Regions from separate parts of the Mus musculus genome. Here regions 2 and 3 are each linked to region 1. A link is a contact called in public Hi-C data. All regions are on one chromosome and are shown on one strand. Each heading gives the region's core, a stretch centred on a gene start, on an enhancer-like site or on the middle of the called end of the contact. The rest is flanking DNA. Distances are from core to core; before and after follow the strand shown. Region 1 has its middle 46 kb from the start of Gm30056. Region 2 has its middle 57 kb from the start of Gm38917. Region 3 overlaps Gm45959 (a long non-coding RNA gene).

What was found. Hi-C and Micro-C count contacts between places; a contact is called where the count stands out from the background.
Region 2: a contact with region 1 is called in a Hi-C map of the N1E-115 cell line, with 2.2 times the contacts expected there. The contact joins two enhancer-like sites. A contact is called at or near these places in 1 of 39 promoter capture datasets (hippocampal neurons) and 4 of 484 Hi-C or Micro-C datasets (the N1E-115 cell line, embryonic stem cells, forebrain and 1 more).
Region 3: a contact with region 1 is called in a Hi-C map of uterus, with 6 times the contacts expected there. The contact joins two enhancer-like sites. A contact is called at or near these places in 5 of 484 Hi-C or Micro-C datasets (cerebral cortex, cortical neurons and uterus) and 3 of 9 other capture datasets (adipose tissue, liver and pancreatic islet).

Annotation. Positions count from the first base shown.
Region 1 is chr6:140,144,854-140,149,321 of GRCm38.p6, reverse strand. No RefSeq gene overlaps it. Among named protein-coding and RNA genes, the nearest start is that of Gm30056, 46 kb to the right of the region's middle. Within about 2 kb of position 1,416, at least 46 of the 459 cell types and tissues checked have an H3K27ac peak or open chromatin away from gene starts, as enhancers often do. A contact at or near this core is called in the N1E-115 cell line and uterus, where this site is marked.
Region 2 is chr6:140,226,158-140,230,701 of GRCm38.p6, reverse strand. No RefSeq gene overlaps it. Among named protein-coding and RNA genes, the nearest start is that of Gm38917, 57 kb to the left of the region's middle. Within about 2 kb of position 1,296, at least 15 of the 459 cell types and tissues checked have an H3K27ac peak or open chromatin away from gene starts, as enhancers often do. A contact at or near this core is called in the N1E-115 cell line and uterus, where this site is marked.
Region 3 is chr6:140,056,702-140,061,352 of GRCm38.p6, reverse strand. All of the region lies in intron 2 of Gm45959 (a long non-coding RNA gene), which reads left to right. It also overlaps the pseudogene Gm44156. Among named protein-coding and RNA genes, the nearest start is that of Gm45959, 11 kb to the left of the region's middle. Within about 2 kb of position 2,417, at least 4 of the 459 cell types and tissues checked have an H3K27ac peak or open chromatin away from gene starts, as enhancers often do. A contact at or near this core is called in uterus, where this site is marked.

The DNA of each region.
Region 1 (4,468 bases), core at 167-2,666:
CATTGAGAACATCAAAAAAATCCTTAAACAGGAAAATAGTAAGTAAATAAAAATTAGAAGTGTAAAGCCGAACTCACAGGCAGAGTTAAGTAGAGAGTTTGGGATACCCATGCCTCTGCGTCTGTTTTCAAACTTCTCATTATAGAAAGGTAAGAGCTAGGGCTAGAGAGATGGCTTAGAGGTTGAGAGCACTGGTGGTTCCTCCGAAGGTTCGGGGCTCAATGCCCAGCAAGCATATGGCGGCTCACAACTGTCTGTAACTCCAGACCCCTGGGATCCGATGCCCTCTTCTGGCCTTCCTGGGCACCGGTAATACATGTGATGGAAAGACATGCATGCAGACAAAACACCTATCCTTTAAAAATAAATATAAAAACTTAACACTCACCTACCCTCCCATACCCCCACACGTGTGCACGCATGCATGCACACACAGGCACATGAGGGTAAGACCTAACACTCTTGAGTTAACTACACTGGATATCTATGGCGTTCACGTTGCCTAGTGAATAGAGGCTTCACTAGGCATTCCAGGGTAATTTTTAACAGGTGGATTATGACACTGGTCAGAAAAGCACAAACCTGCTTTACTTCTTCTTATAACAAGATCTGGCCAGACACAAAATCCAGAGACTGTCAGCGATTTTAGTGAAAACACCAAGTGGGACTCATTAATTTCCTTCTCATCTCTCCCACAGACCGCGTTTGAGAGTTTCCTTTGGAAACCATATTGTGAGGCACTGAGCACATAGGCACACAAACCTTGCGAGGCACGATGCACTCGACTGTATCAGACATTTCTTTGTCAGAAGGACTGGCAGCAAAATGGCTCTGGTGGGAGTCTTACTGGGAACCACCCACGTTCTCCCACATGCCTCTCTGTGGTTCAACCATTCAGCCACCAGGCTTGTGGGTCTCAGGAAACCACCTGCAATCACTCTGGGGGAGAACTCTGTGTCCCTGCTGTGTATCCAGCAGGCAACTGCTTATTATTGTTGTGGATGTCATTATCATTAATTTTGAATGCATTAGGTGGGAGGAGGGGATGAGGAGGAGACTCGTGAGAGGGTGGGGATGATGGTGTGTTGGGGCTGAGGGATGCCAGCTGGAGAGGAGACGCATTTTAAAGAGGATAATTGAGAGGGGAAGAGAGAGAAACAGGGAACCTCACAGAAGAGAAGCAGGTTTGAGTAGTAGAATCAGTGAGAGAAATCAAGGTGACATTTTCATTGTCCTAATGTGACCTGACTGTTCCCGGGTAAATGCCAGCTTGTTCATTTCTGAGAGACTAGAGGAGCAGAAGCAAGAAGACATTCGAGGTCTTTGTCACTCCTCGGTGACTCTGACCTCTGAGACCAGAAGGTAGCCAAGGCCGCTGCAGAACCAAGCCTGCGGGAGGAGGGAGCGGCTCTCTGTGTTGATGACTCATTCTGGCACCAGCTTGACCTTATGGAACTAATTTAGCTGCACTGGGCTGAACCTAGTCATAATTAATAACAGGATATCTGTTTATATATAAGGTCCAAGTGTTACCAACAAAGGAAGTGGCTGGTGGAAAGAGACAAAGGGGAAAATAAGTGTTGGGGTAGTGGTTTCTTGGAGGACATCCTACAAGGCAGGTGGAGGGCTTGTAGATATGTTCATACACAAGTGCAGCCAAAGTGTGCCAATGTTTCCATCCTTATTAGGGACCAGCTCAGAGCCTTTACCATGTAACTCATGTAACTTCTGCACAGGCCTGTGCAGCAGCTGTCATTATCCCCCAGCAGAGGCTGGGAAAATAGCTTGCTTGGTATAAGCTTTAATAAGGTTTGAACTGGGCCGACATGATTTGAATCCGAACATGTTTTGACCTGCAAAGTCACCATAAAATCTTAGTTGCATGTAGAAGAGGTAGCTTGCCTGTGTATTTAAAAGCTAGTTGTCATGACCTTCTAGTGGAGTCATTATCTCTTTATAGGATGTACCTTAGTCCTAAAAATCTCACTGAATCAATTGATCCTTCAGCCTTATAAAACACTAAATGATTTTGTGGTCCGTAGAAAGTGAAAGGAAATGGACTTTGAAAGGAGAGAAAACCTTGATTTTTTATTTTGAGACAGTGTCTCATTTTTTTTTGTAACCAAGTCTGGGAACTCATTATGTTGCCAATGCTAACCTTAAACTCTCTCTCTCTCTCTCTCTCTCTCTCTCTCTGTCTGTCTGTCTGTCTGTCTGTCTGTCTGTCTGTCTTTCTCTATCATTTACCTACTTACCTACCTACCTATTGAAAGAAAGTTTTATGTGCCCAGACTGGCTTTGTTTTTGCTGTATAGTTGAGACTGAGTTTAATTCCCGATTCTCCTGCCTCCACCTCCTCAGAATGAAGAGTACAGGTGTGTACCATCCCCATTGCTTTATGCCGTGCTAGGCATCAAACCCAAGACCTTGTGTGTTGGGGATTGGCTTGGTGATGCTATGTATTCAAATGCTAAATACTGGCCTCTAGAATCTGGGTGCCCACCAGGAAGAGATCCTCAGGTTCGCAAAGTGGTGCTATGGAAACCCTGCTCTCCAGTTGAAAGTTAATTGGTTAATTAAAAGCTAGAGCCTGTGACTGAACCGTAGGGAGAGAAAGGCGGGTGTTGAGGACTGAGTGAGGAGGTCTCAGGAGAGAATAAGAGAAGGGAGGAGACCAAGAGAGGAGGAGGAAGCCATGAGAGGAGATGGACCATGAGCATGTGACCAGGAGGAACAGCAAGTGACAAGGGACATATGACTGGGATGCATGTTAGAATAGCTCCACACCTGCCCAATCTAGGCTTACAGTTTGTAAATAAAATACTTGGATTGTGTGTCTTTTATACAGGTCAGCTAGACTATGTAATTTATTTTATACTTGTGCACATTCGACAACGCTCTAGTAACTGAGTTACAGCTCCAGCCATTCAAGATCTACATTTAAAGTAAAATAATTAAGAGTGGAGGGGAAATGTGCTAAAAATGGTATTTTAATTGTATGTAGTGTTACGTTTATATGTGCAAGAGCTCAAACTGTCAAGCAAAAGTGTTAATATTTGATCACAACCTTCCTGTAAAATGCCAGGAACAACGAGAAAAAAAAGATCAAAGCTGCAAGAAGTCTGTGTATATATAAAGCTGTAAAAGGAATAGTACCGAGCATATATATAGAATACCTATGAAATTAATGATGGTAAAGGCAGAGCCATGTAGAAAACAAGGCAAAGACAGTGAAAACTAATTTTTAGAACTAGACACTGAATGCTAATTTAAAGACAGATTCCCGTGACACGTGTAGTGAAGAAAGCCACAGTCCTGACGACACCTGCTGAGGAGGCTGGCTGCAGTGACTGAGGACGTGAGTTAACCCAACAATTACACTGTCAGGGAGAACGCATGTTTATAAGGTTCACATACATACATACTTATCCTCCGACTCTACACTGTGGGGCTATACACAGAAATAAAAGTTGCAGGAGTCAACAAAAAGCACTCCACAAAAGCTTTTCATTTGCTTTTTAAGTAATTTTACAATTTTTTCTTTGACAATTTCATCCATGCATGGCATGTACCCTAGTCAAAGCCACCCCTAGCTCCCCACTCCTCTCTCACAACAGAAAAGTTTTTAAAACAAAAAAAGTTTAAAGTATATAAGTATATTTAAAAATGCACATTTATGAATATATCCTATAATTTCCACTTATATATGGTGGTGTAATTAGATTTTATAATATACGTTCATTTATAATTTAAGTCATATTTAAGTATATAAAACATAAATCTTTTTTTTTGATGTTTTCTTTGGACATTCTTTTTTTTTCCAATTTTTTATTAGGTATTTTCTTCATTTACATTTCAAGTGCTATCCTGAAAGTCCTCCATACTCCCCCCCCCCTCTCCTACTCCCACTTCTTGGCCCTGGCGTTCCCCTGTACTGGGGCATATAAATTTTGCAAGACCAAGGGGCCTCTCTTTCCACTGATGGCCGACTAGGCAATCTTCTGCTACATATGCAGCTAGAGACACGAGCTCTGGGGTTACTGGTTAGTTCATATTGTTGTTCTACCTATAGGATTGCAGATCTCTTTAGCTCCTTGGGTAATTTCTCTAGCTCCTCCATTGGGAGCCCTGTGATCCATCCAATAGCTGACTGTGAGCATCCACTTCTGTGATAAAACATAAATCTTAAAAATGTTTGAAGCAATGGTATACTTTCTTTGTGAAGATACTTTTTCCAAAGTTTATTGAGAACGATACTAAGGTGTGAATGAACTGAACAGGAGAAAATAAAATTGTTGGGCAGGGGTTGCAGCCCAACGGTAAAACTCTTGCCATACATACAGTGTGAGAACCCAAGCTGGGATTCCCAGTGTGGCAGATGGTGCTTCGTGTCAGCATAGGGGAGGCAGAGAACTAAAGAACTCTGGGTTCAAGTGTGAGGCCCTGCCTCAGTGTACACGGAGAGCCA
Region 2 (4,544 bases), core at 47-2,546, 82 kb before region 1:
GTCATCTCTCGTTCCCATCTCTGCTAGCAAACCATTAGGTTGGAGAGCCACAAACTGCCATGACTGGTTGGGCTTTTCCTGAGGCTCTGTTGGTCTAAGGCTGGCTAAGGCTCAATTTTCACACAGAAACTCCAGGAACTCTGCTCTGGATATCTGTCTCCAATCCTGCCAAGTCAGTTTAAAGAAAGGACATCCTTGGGAGTCATTCCAGTTTCTATGGACTTAGCAATATTTTACACAGCACGGTGTTCCAAACTTCATTTGTCCTGTGTAAGGATGTTCTGTTGGATCCTCCACAGAGGGGTATTAGAAGCAAAAAGCTTTCTCACATCACATTTGAGCACAGTATTTTTGGGTGTTTATATAGCTGGTGAGTTAAGTTCATTTTAGGCAAATTCTAATTTTCTATATCTGTCTATTTATTCTGTCTATCTATCTATCTATCAATCTATCTATCATCTATCTATCTCTATGTACCTATCATCTATCCATTTATCATTTATTTTCTATCATGTCATTGTTTTGGTAACTTTTTAAATTATAATGCTATTTTATAATTTTAATAGTGAACAGATACAGGGCTGGGGAACTGGCTCAGCAGTTAAGAGTGTGTTCTGCTTTTGTACAGGACCTGAGTTCACTTTCCAGCACACACATTGGGTGGCTCACAACCATCTATCACTCCAACTTCAAGGAATGACCCGTCCATTCTGGACTCCTAGGGCACCTGCATTCAAGTATGCGTACCCCTCCCCCATGCATGAAATTAAAAATAAATCTTTAAAGTCATGAACAGATGCTTAGTACTTATTGTTTTTCCATCACAAACTCCACACACACACACACACACACACATATACACACATACATCAACATTTTCACATATCCAGAAAAAAAAAAAAAAGGGCACATAGGCTAAAAAATAGGTATAGGAAGAGTTGCTTGCTGTTTTCCTCCCAGACATCCTGAACACATGGATATTAAAAGTTAGATAAAGAGATGGGGTCTTAACAAGGAGGAAGGCCATGTGGAAGCAGGGAGATAAGAAGGATTACTGGATTAAACAGAAGATCATCAGGGAACACGCATGGCTTCTGCAAATAGGAGATGTAACAGCAGATGCCTTTCTGAGGCATGAGTTCCTCACCAATCGAGAAAAGCCACAGCAGCGAGAGGCTCCGAAGCCACTGAGTGGAGGAGCGCAGATCCTGAGAGATGGCCCAGGACCTACAGGGCCTACAGCGCCTAGTAAACACACAGGAAACGCCTTTCTAGGAACCTGGCCAGCTCGCCCAAAGGCTGAGTGCTTCAGCAAAGCTAGGAAAATATTTCAGGCGTGCTACCAGTGCCTCTGAAACAAACAATGCCACAAACTTGAAAAAGAAAAAAACAAAATCTCCAGGCTGAAACAGACTTTTCCATTACACTAATTATCTCTGTGCTGTGCTTAACAGCGGCTCGAGCTAATATTTTATTTTCATACGCACGTGTTGGTTTGAATGAGACGTTGTCTTTCTAGCTCCCAAGGAGATTTTGGTGGTTTGAAGTTTTATCTAAGTATGCCAGTCGGACAGTGCTCTGTACTACCTCCCAAGGGATGCTAAGGCAATGAGACATGTCCTTTCTCTGTCCTTGGTTTACTCTTTAGCAAATTGGAGAGAAGTAATTAAGCTGCCACGTTTAGGATATGTGAGAGGCAAACAAAGGGTATTGGATTTGTATTTATGCATTTGATGAGCGAACCCAGTTGACAGGCAGCGAGCAGCCAGGGTTACAGAGCCCTGTGCTGATCAAACGTAAGCGAGTGCTTATTTATGGGTGGTGGGATTAGCTGTGAATTTCACTTTCATCATTGCTGTCCTTTAAAACCCAACAAAAATTATCCGCTAATAAGTTAATAATCCCTAAATTGATTAGCATTAAGCATTTAGCAGGGAAACCACCATAGCCCTTACAGGTTAGGGATTAAAACGTTGTCTTTTAATTTGTGGCTCCAAGAGACATCACATCCTTTTGTCTGTGAATGCAAAGGTGAAGAGTTAATCACAGATTTGCCTTCCTGAGGGTTAGAGGCGTTAAATCCTCGCAACAGGTATGGTGTACACTGCACTGTAATAGGAAAAGCACAGCTTTGACCAGAGTGATAATAGCAACAGCCGTGTATGCAAAGTATTTTTAAAATGTGTGCTCTCTGAAGAGTTCACAGTGGTCACACCTCTCCAGTTTTTGCAGAAAACAAGATGCAGTTTGAAGCAAGTTGTTCCTGATACCATTTGTAGGGCTGGGGAGATGGTTCAGCTGGGAAGATCCCATAATGCATTTGAGCAGCTGAGTTCAGATTCCCAGAGCCAATGTAAAAAGGCTGGGTACGTGCCAGTGCACCTGTGACCCCAGTGCAGAGGGAGAGGGAACAGAATCAGGGGCTTGCTGGCTGCCAGCTGAGTTCCAGGTTCAGTGAGAGACTAACTCAAGGGGTTAAAGCAAAAAATGATAGAGTAGGTAACACAACATCTTCCTCTGTGTGTGTGTCACACACACCTGTGTACACATATGCATATACACCACACACGCATACAGATTACAGTCAAACTCTTCAGCATCATGAAGTCTTTAACAGTTTCTGGGTAGACTCAAAGGCGGAATGAGTCTCTCTATTTCTATATAGAATCAGTAGGCCACTATCTCTCTTTCAGATTTACTGAGAACTGCCAAGTTAAAACTATGCAAATGGTGAGTTGGGAATCAAATCCAAACCTAATGCCAGAGTGCACACAGTTGACCATGTGGCTTTAGTATGACTATGTATATATGTATATATGTATATAGTATATATGCAATCCCATCATCCTTTGGACCTAGGTACCATTTTGTTTCATTTTAATTCTTTTGGGACAAGGTCTCATGTAGGTCATGTTGGTCTATGGCTTGCTATGTAGGCAAGGATGATTGTGAATTTCTGATCTCCCTGCTTTTATTTCTCGAGCGCTACCACCTAGTTTATGTGGTGCTAGGGATCAAACCTAGGGCTTCACTCATGACATGCAGGCACATAATCAACTGAACTACATTCCTGGCATGTAATGTATGTAATACACACACACACACACACACACACACTTATTTTAAAATTTTATTCTAGGCAGGACTATAGAGATGACTTAGCAGTTAAAATAATGTATACTGCATTTGAGTTTGGTTCCCAGCACCCATGTCAGGCAGCTCAGCACTGTAAACGCTAACTCCAGGCAAACCCAATGCCTCTGTCCTGTCTGGGCACCTGCAGACACATGCACATACGTCTCCCTCCCTCTCAACACACACATTTAAATGAATACTAATAAAAGTCAAAAGTACCTTTACATTAAAGTCATTAAAGTTTGTTTTTAAATGGACACCTAAAACATCAAATATGTCAATAGAGAACCATGGGATGTTTCATCATGTGATGTAATGTTTAAATCAAATTAAAATTTGTCTGCTTACATATTCTCAATTCTTTATGATAACATTAAAAATCCTTCTAGTGTTTTGCAGTGTCCAAATGTTATTCACAGTAATCATGCAGGATATGTCAGACTGGGGCATCTCTCTGTTCTAGTACCCATTGGTCAGTTGTCCCTCACCCTTCCCTGTGCCATTTTGTATGGGAAACGGAATGGAAATGTGTACATAATTAAACATAACTTGGTTGTCTTGAAGCCTCAGTTGACTACTCTGAAAGACTGTACCTAAATTGGACCTTTGGAGCAAACTGTAAAGCTCGTGCTCATTTTCTATGCAACGCGTTTCCAATCATACTGATTGATTTGACCTTCATTGTGTTTTAATCAATCATCTGCCATTTATTCATCTCTCTGGTATTGGTAGCTGATGCAGAAAGTTCAAGATCATAATAATATTTTACGGACATGTTAAAGAGTTTACAGTCTTGGTAAGTAGATATTGCACATGTAAAACAACAACAATTTTCACAGCAGTGCACAACTGGGGCTTTGCTTACAGACCCCAAGAGCTCTGAAAAGTCAAGAGAAATCGACACGAGCTGCAGAAATCGAAGGATACGTCATGTTGAGGCACCTTTAAAATTGCTTTCTGTGTTGGCCGAGATGTGCAAGTTTAGGGAAGGTCATTCTGAAAGGGAAAGGAAGACACCAGTGATGCTATGTGAGAATGTTGTTCATATAACAATGACTTGGTGTCAGAGAAAGAGTGTTCCACACCAGCAAAGTTGGGCTGGAAGATCTCAAGATGTCACCTTCTAAGATGTCGTCTAGTCTTTGTTAAAATGGGGGGAATGAAAATTTCATGTATCAAAGGTGTGTAGCTGGTTTTTGCTACGTTGTAGGTTCTTTTTGCCACCCTTTATCCTCTTTGAGTATCCCCCTTGATAGGAAAGAAACAAGAATAAAGGGGAAAGAGGAATTAGGAAAATTCACTAAATTTAATTTCTTTCCTTTTGTTCTTTGACCACAGTTACTGACAAACCACAACCAACCTCCTAAAATGACCACCAACCACCAACACCACCTATCAGGGCCCTAGAG
Region 3 (4,651 bases), core at 1,168-3,667, 89 kb after region 1:
ATACGTTCACTGCTCAAGATGGAGAGTCAACAACTGAACCCAGGATTTCACTCCCTGTCTATCAAACACTTCATTTACATGGTACTGAAATTGGGACTATTAAGGTTTTGAAGGTTGCTGCCAATAAACTGTGGGTAAACATCTCATTTCTCTCAGATGGGAGCTTATCTTTTACTCAAATAAACTTACTTCTGAGCCGTTCCATAAGGTATTTAGTCTCTCTTTCTCTGCTTGTTAGTTTTGAGGCAGAGTCTTACTCTACATTCCAGGCTGCCCTGAGGACTCATGGTGATCCCCCTGCCTCAGCCTCCCCAGTCCTGGGATTCCAGGCTGCAGCTTCTATGTCCTACTTCAAAATATATTTACTCTGTTTTTATTAATCTATAAAATATTTAATGTTTCTACTTCAGCTAGCAAAAATATGCTTACTTTTAGATGAAATAATTTTCATGCAGTTCATGTAATTTCTGTCATAAATGGCAAGGAAACTTTGGCTCTGGGTCTATTGCTGAGTTATACAAGACAAATGAACTCCAAAGGACCATTAACAATTGAGACTATTCTCATGTCACCAATTGCTCTTAAACCAAACTGTCCATCATAGTCAATCATGTATTTTTTTGCATAGTTCTTACAAACTTTGGATAAATCATGTTATATTCGATATGAAAATGTTGTCTTCGTGGCTCCTCGTGAATATTAAAGAATCTGATTTTCTCACAACGATTTTTATATTTCTTGTTTGGTTGAGACAGTGTCTCCCATTCACCTTAAACTCTCTTTGTAGTAAAATATGACATTGGGCTTCTCACTCCCCTGTCCTTATCTGGTGAGTGAAGTTTTGTATTGGGATGAAGATTGACCCACTGGGCTTTGTGCGAGATACCCAAGTACTCTATTATCTGAGCAGCCCTGAATTTTATATTTCGAAAAGTATGCATAAATAAACACTTATTGGATGCAAAATTAAGCCTTGCCACCTCCCTCTAACCCCCATATTTAGCTGTTGGCTTAATAATATGGTTTGGTTTTGCACAGTAAAGGTGCTTAGTAAAATTTCCACTATTGAACAAGCTGATCCCACTGTTCTTGGATCTTGATGTGTTTCAAAAATATAGTAAATGCATTATTATAGTACCTCCTTCATGGTCAGCTTGTATTGGATTAAATAAGACAGGAGTGAATGAGTTACAGGCATGAGTCTGGGCATGAAAGAGTCCTGATTTTTTTCCGTGCTCTAAACTTAGAATATTGATTTTAACAATAGGATAAGAGTACCTTGTACAACGAGGCAACTTTGAATTTTTTTTTTTTTTTGTGTGTGTGTGGTCAATACAATAGAAGGGCCCTAAAAAGTTGTCATTTAACATTATTTTAGAAATAATTTTGGGGGCTAATGTGTGTGTGTGTGCCTGTAAAATAAAATCAGGGGTTGGAAAGATGGCTCAACAGACAACAAAGAGCTTGCTGCTAAACCTGACACCCAGAATATGATTCCTGGAACTTCGGGGTGAAAGGAGAATCACCTGCTTCCAGTTGCCCGTTGACCTCCACACATGTGCGGTTGCTTGGCATGAATGTACTCCCCCCTCTCCCACAGTCACACAGTAAAAGATTGCAATAAAAATTTTAAATGTTTAATAGGATTTAAAGAGCCGAGTGACATTATCATAAGAAAAGTCCTCCTTTCTATTCACTACAGTGTGTGCTTGCTTTAATATGCACTGTGCTCTCCTGGCAAATCCTTAAAATCCCCAAATTCTACAGAACTCTTTAAACTTTTAAAGACAAATCTTGTAGCCCCGCACGTCGGTGCGTGTCCGTAATCCCAGCACCTGGGAAAGAGACTGGAGTGTCAATATTGAGTTAAAAATGTACTAGCGGACATACAGTTTTTCTGATTTTTTTTTTCTGAGGATTTTAAGGATTTGTCAGCCAAAGGTTTCCACTGTAGGGTACAGTGTTCTTTTCAGTGACACCTTTAATATTTACTTTCTTCCTCCCTTACAGGACCTGTTCGCTGCTAGTGGCCAAGTCACTTAGTCTTCAAGAAGGGCTGGGATGAAGGCAGGAACACCACAGCATTAAAGATCAAAAGCTAACTTCAATATGCAAGGTTCTCAGCTTTGCTGTCCCCCCTGAAGTCTCTTGAGCTTTGGCCCCAGCCAGAGCTCTGTGTCCAGAACAGCAAGCTGCTCTGTGTTTTTGGTGAATCTGACCCTTTGTACCTGGTGTCTCCGTACAGTATGTTTCTGTAGTTATGTCTGTGGACTATTAAAGGAACAAACCAGAACAAGCAACGAATGGGAAATTTCCAGAATATTGTAATAAAGTGAGCTGTCCAGAGCTGAGGGGCAGAGTGTTCGGGGAGGGAGGCTTTGCCTTAGACTTGATAGGGAAGAGCACACAAGCCACATCCAGATGGTTTGCCAGCGGTGTCTGTTTATGTCATCAGAGGGGGATCTCAGACAGATGAATAAGGAACGCTCAGTCCTGTGTCATGTTGGTCGTCTTTAGGGCGCAGGGATACACAATTTAGTTTGTCATGTAGGAGATAAAGAATGGGCATTCTTAAGGTTAGTGTCTGGCCTTGTAACCCATAAATGAAGGGCTTGTCTATGTCTGGGGAGAGTGAGGGGAAAGAGTCGAACTCTCTATCTTATTGAACTCAAAGCTTCTTTAGTTGTGGGTCATAACCCTGACTGGGGTTGTGTAACTGAATGTAAGAGCTATAAAAATCTGGCAAGTGTAAAGGGTTTCTGGAGGCACAGAGCCCCCTAAATTAATTCAAAATAAAACACACAAAAGTTGAGTTGTCTTTGGTAGTTACTGTTCACATTGCATCATGGGGAATCAATGCAGCCTCAGGTCTGAGAACGCATGTGCAGCCTCAGATCTGAACACGTATGTGCACTTTGCACTCTGCGCACATCACACCCCACGACACCATCACAAGCTGCCCGAAATGCAGCTCAGAATGGAGATCGTTGCATGCCAGGAAGCACAGTGTTGCCATTGTACATCTAAAGGTTTCTATACTGCCATAAAGTGATGTCATTATGGATAACAAAGACTTTTAATATCTTGCTACTATCAGTCCTTGGCATGCATTAGCATATTGCTGTGCTGTACTGTGTTTGCTAAACAATCCCTACCATCTCATCAGGATGCAAATTGATTTTAATCTTTAATAAATGATTGAATCATATGTACACTAAAGAATCGCTTTAAAATAAATTTGTGATTGGCCATCAGTCAATATTTTGTTTGTACGTTGTGCCCCTGTAAACCTGAGGTCGTGTAAAAGTTTCTCGGGTGGAGAGAAGTCATGATGGACAAGCTTTAAGACGTCTTGATGGCTCCAGTGCTGCAGCAGCGTGGCCGCCCCCCTTTCACCCGGCTGAAGAGCTGGTACATCTGGGTGAAGTTGGGTAGCCTGTTCTCACCCAGCAGGAGCTCCAGCCCTTTCTGCAGAACTGCTGTCAAATGTTCTCCTAAAAGCTGTTTCTCCACACAGGCAGCCAAAGGTTTTTGTGTGCTGTGGTCTAAGAAGGTGATCACTCGGTCTGCTTCCTCTTCTAGACGTTTCCTCACATGGCTAAGGTATTCTAGAACCTCCCTGTCCTGCATCAGCCTCTGACCTTCAGCAGCATAGACAGTCTCTTCCTAGAACTTCAGGTTAAATGAGTCTTTCTGCACCCGGAGATCTGAGAGTGTGCTTAGCAAACTCCAAAGCAGCCTCCTGTCCACAGCCTCTCCACTTTGTTCACGACTTTGGGACAACCATTGTCATCAATCCTGAGAAAGACAAAGACATGGTCCAACACCTGCTGGAATTTGAGGACAAAGTGGACCACATGGTGGAGGTATGCTTCCAGAGGAATGAGTGCTTCATCAACCCGATGAAGGAGTCCTTCGAGATGTTCATCAACAAGAGAACATACAAGCCTGCAGAGCTCATTGCTAGGTGATGAGGGCAACAAAAAAGCAACCGACGAGGAGCCGGAGAGGATCCTGGACAGGATCATGTCTCTATTTTGTTTCATCCATGGTAAAGACGTCTTTGAAACGTTTTATAAGAAAGACATGGCAAAATTGCTGCTGGTCGGGAAGAGAGCGTCGATGGATGCAGAGAAGTCCGTGCTGTCCAAGCTCAAGTGTGGTGAGCTCAGGGTGGGCCGGTCCCCGGGCGGGCACCATGCCAGCTCTATCTCACCCTTTTTTCACATACGCAGAGTGTGGAGCTGCATTTACCAGCAAGCTGGAGGGCATGTCCAAGGACATGGAGCTCTCCAAAGACCTCATGGTTCACTTCAAACAGCATATGCGAACCAAAGTGCACCAGGCCCCATTGACCTCACGGTGAACATACTCACCATGGGCTACTGGGCCACATACACACCCATGAAAGTGCGCCTCCCTCCAGAGATGGTCAGACTTCAGGAAGTATTCAAGATGTTCTACCTGGGCAAGCGCAGTGTCCGGAAGCTGCAATGGCAGACAACACTGGGACATGCCATGTTGAAGGCAGACTTTAAGGAGAGGACAGCGAATTGAGCACACTGCAATCTCTCGACGGTGGTAAAGCACGGGTCCTGATTAAAAGTCCGAAAGGAAAGAAGGTGGAAGATGGAGATAAGTTCATCTTCAA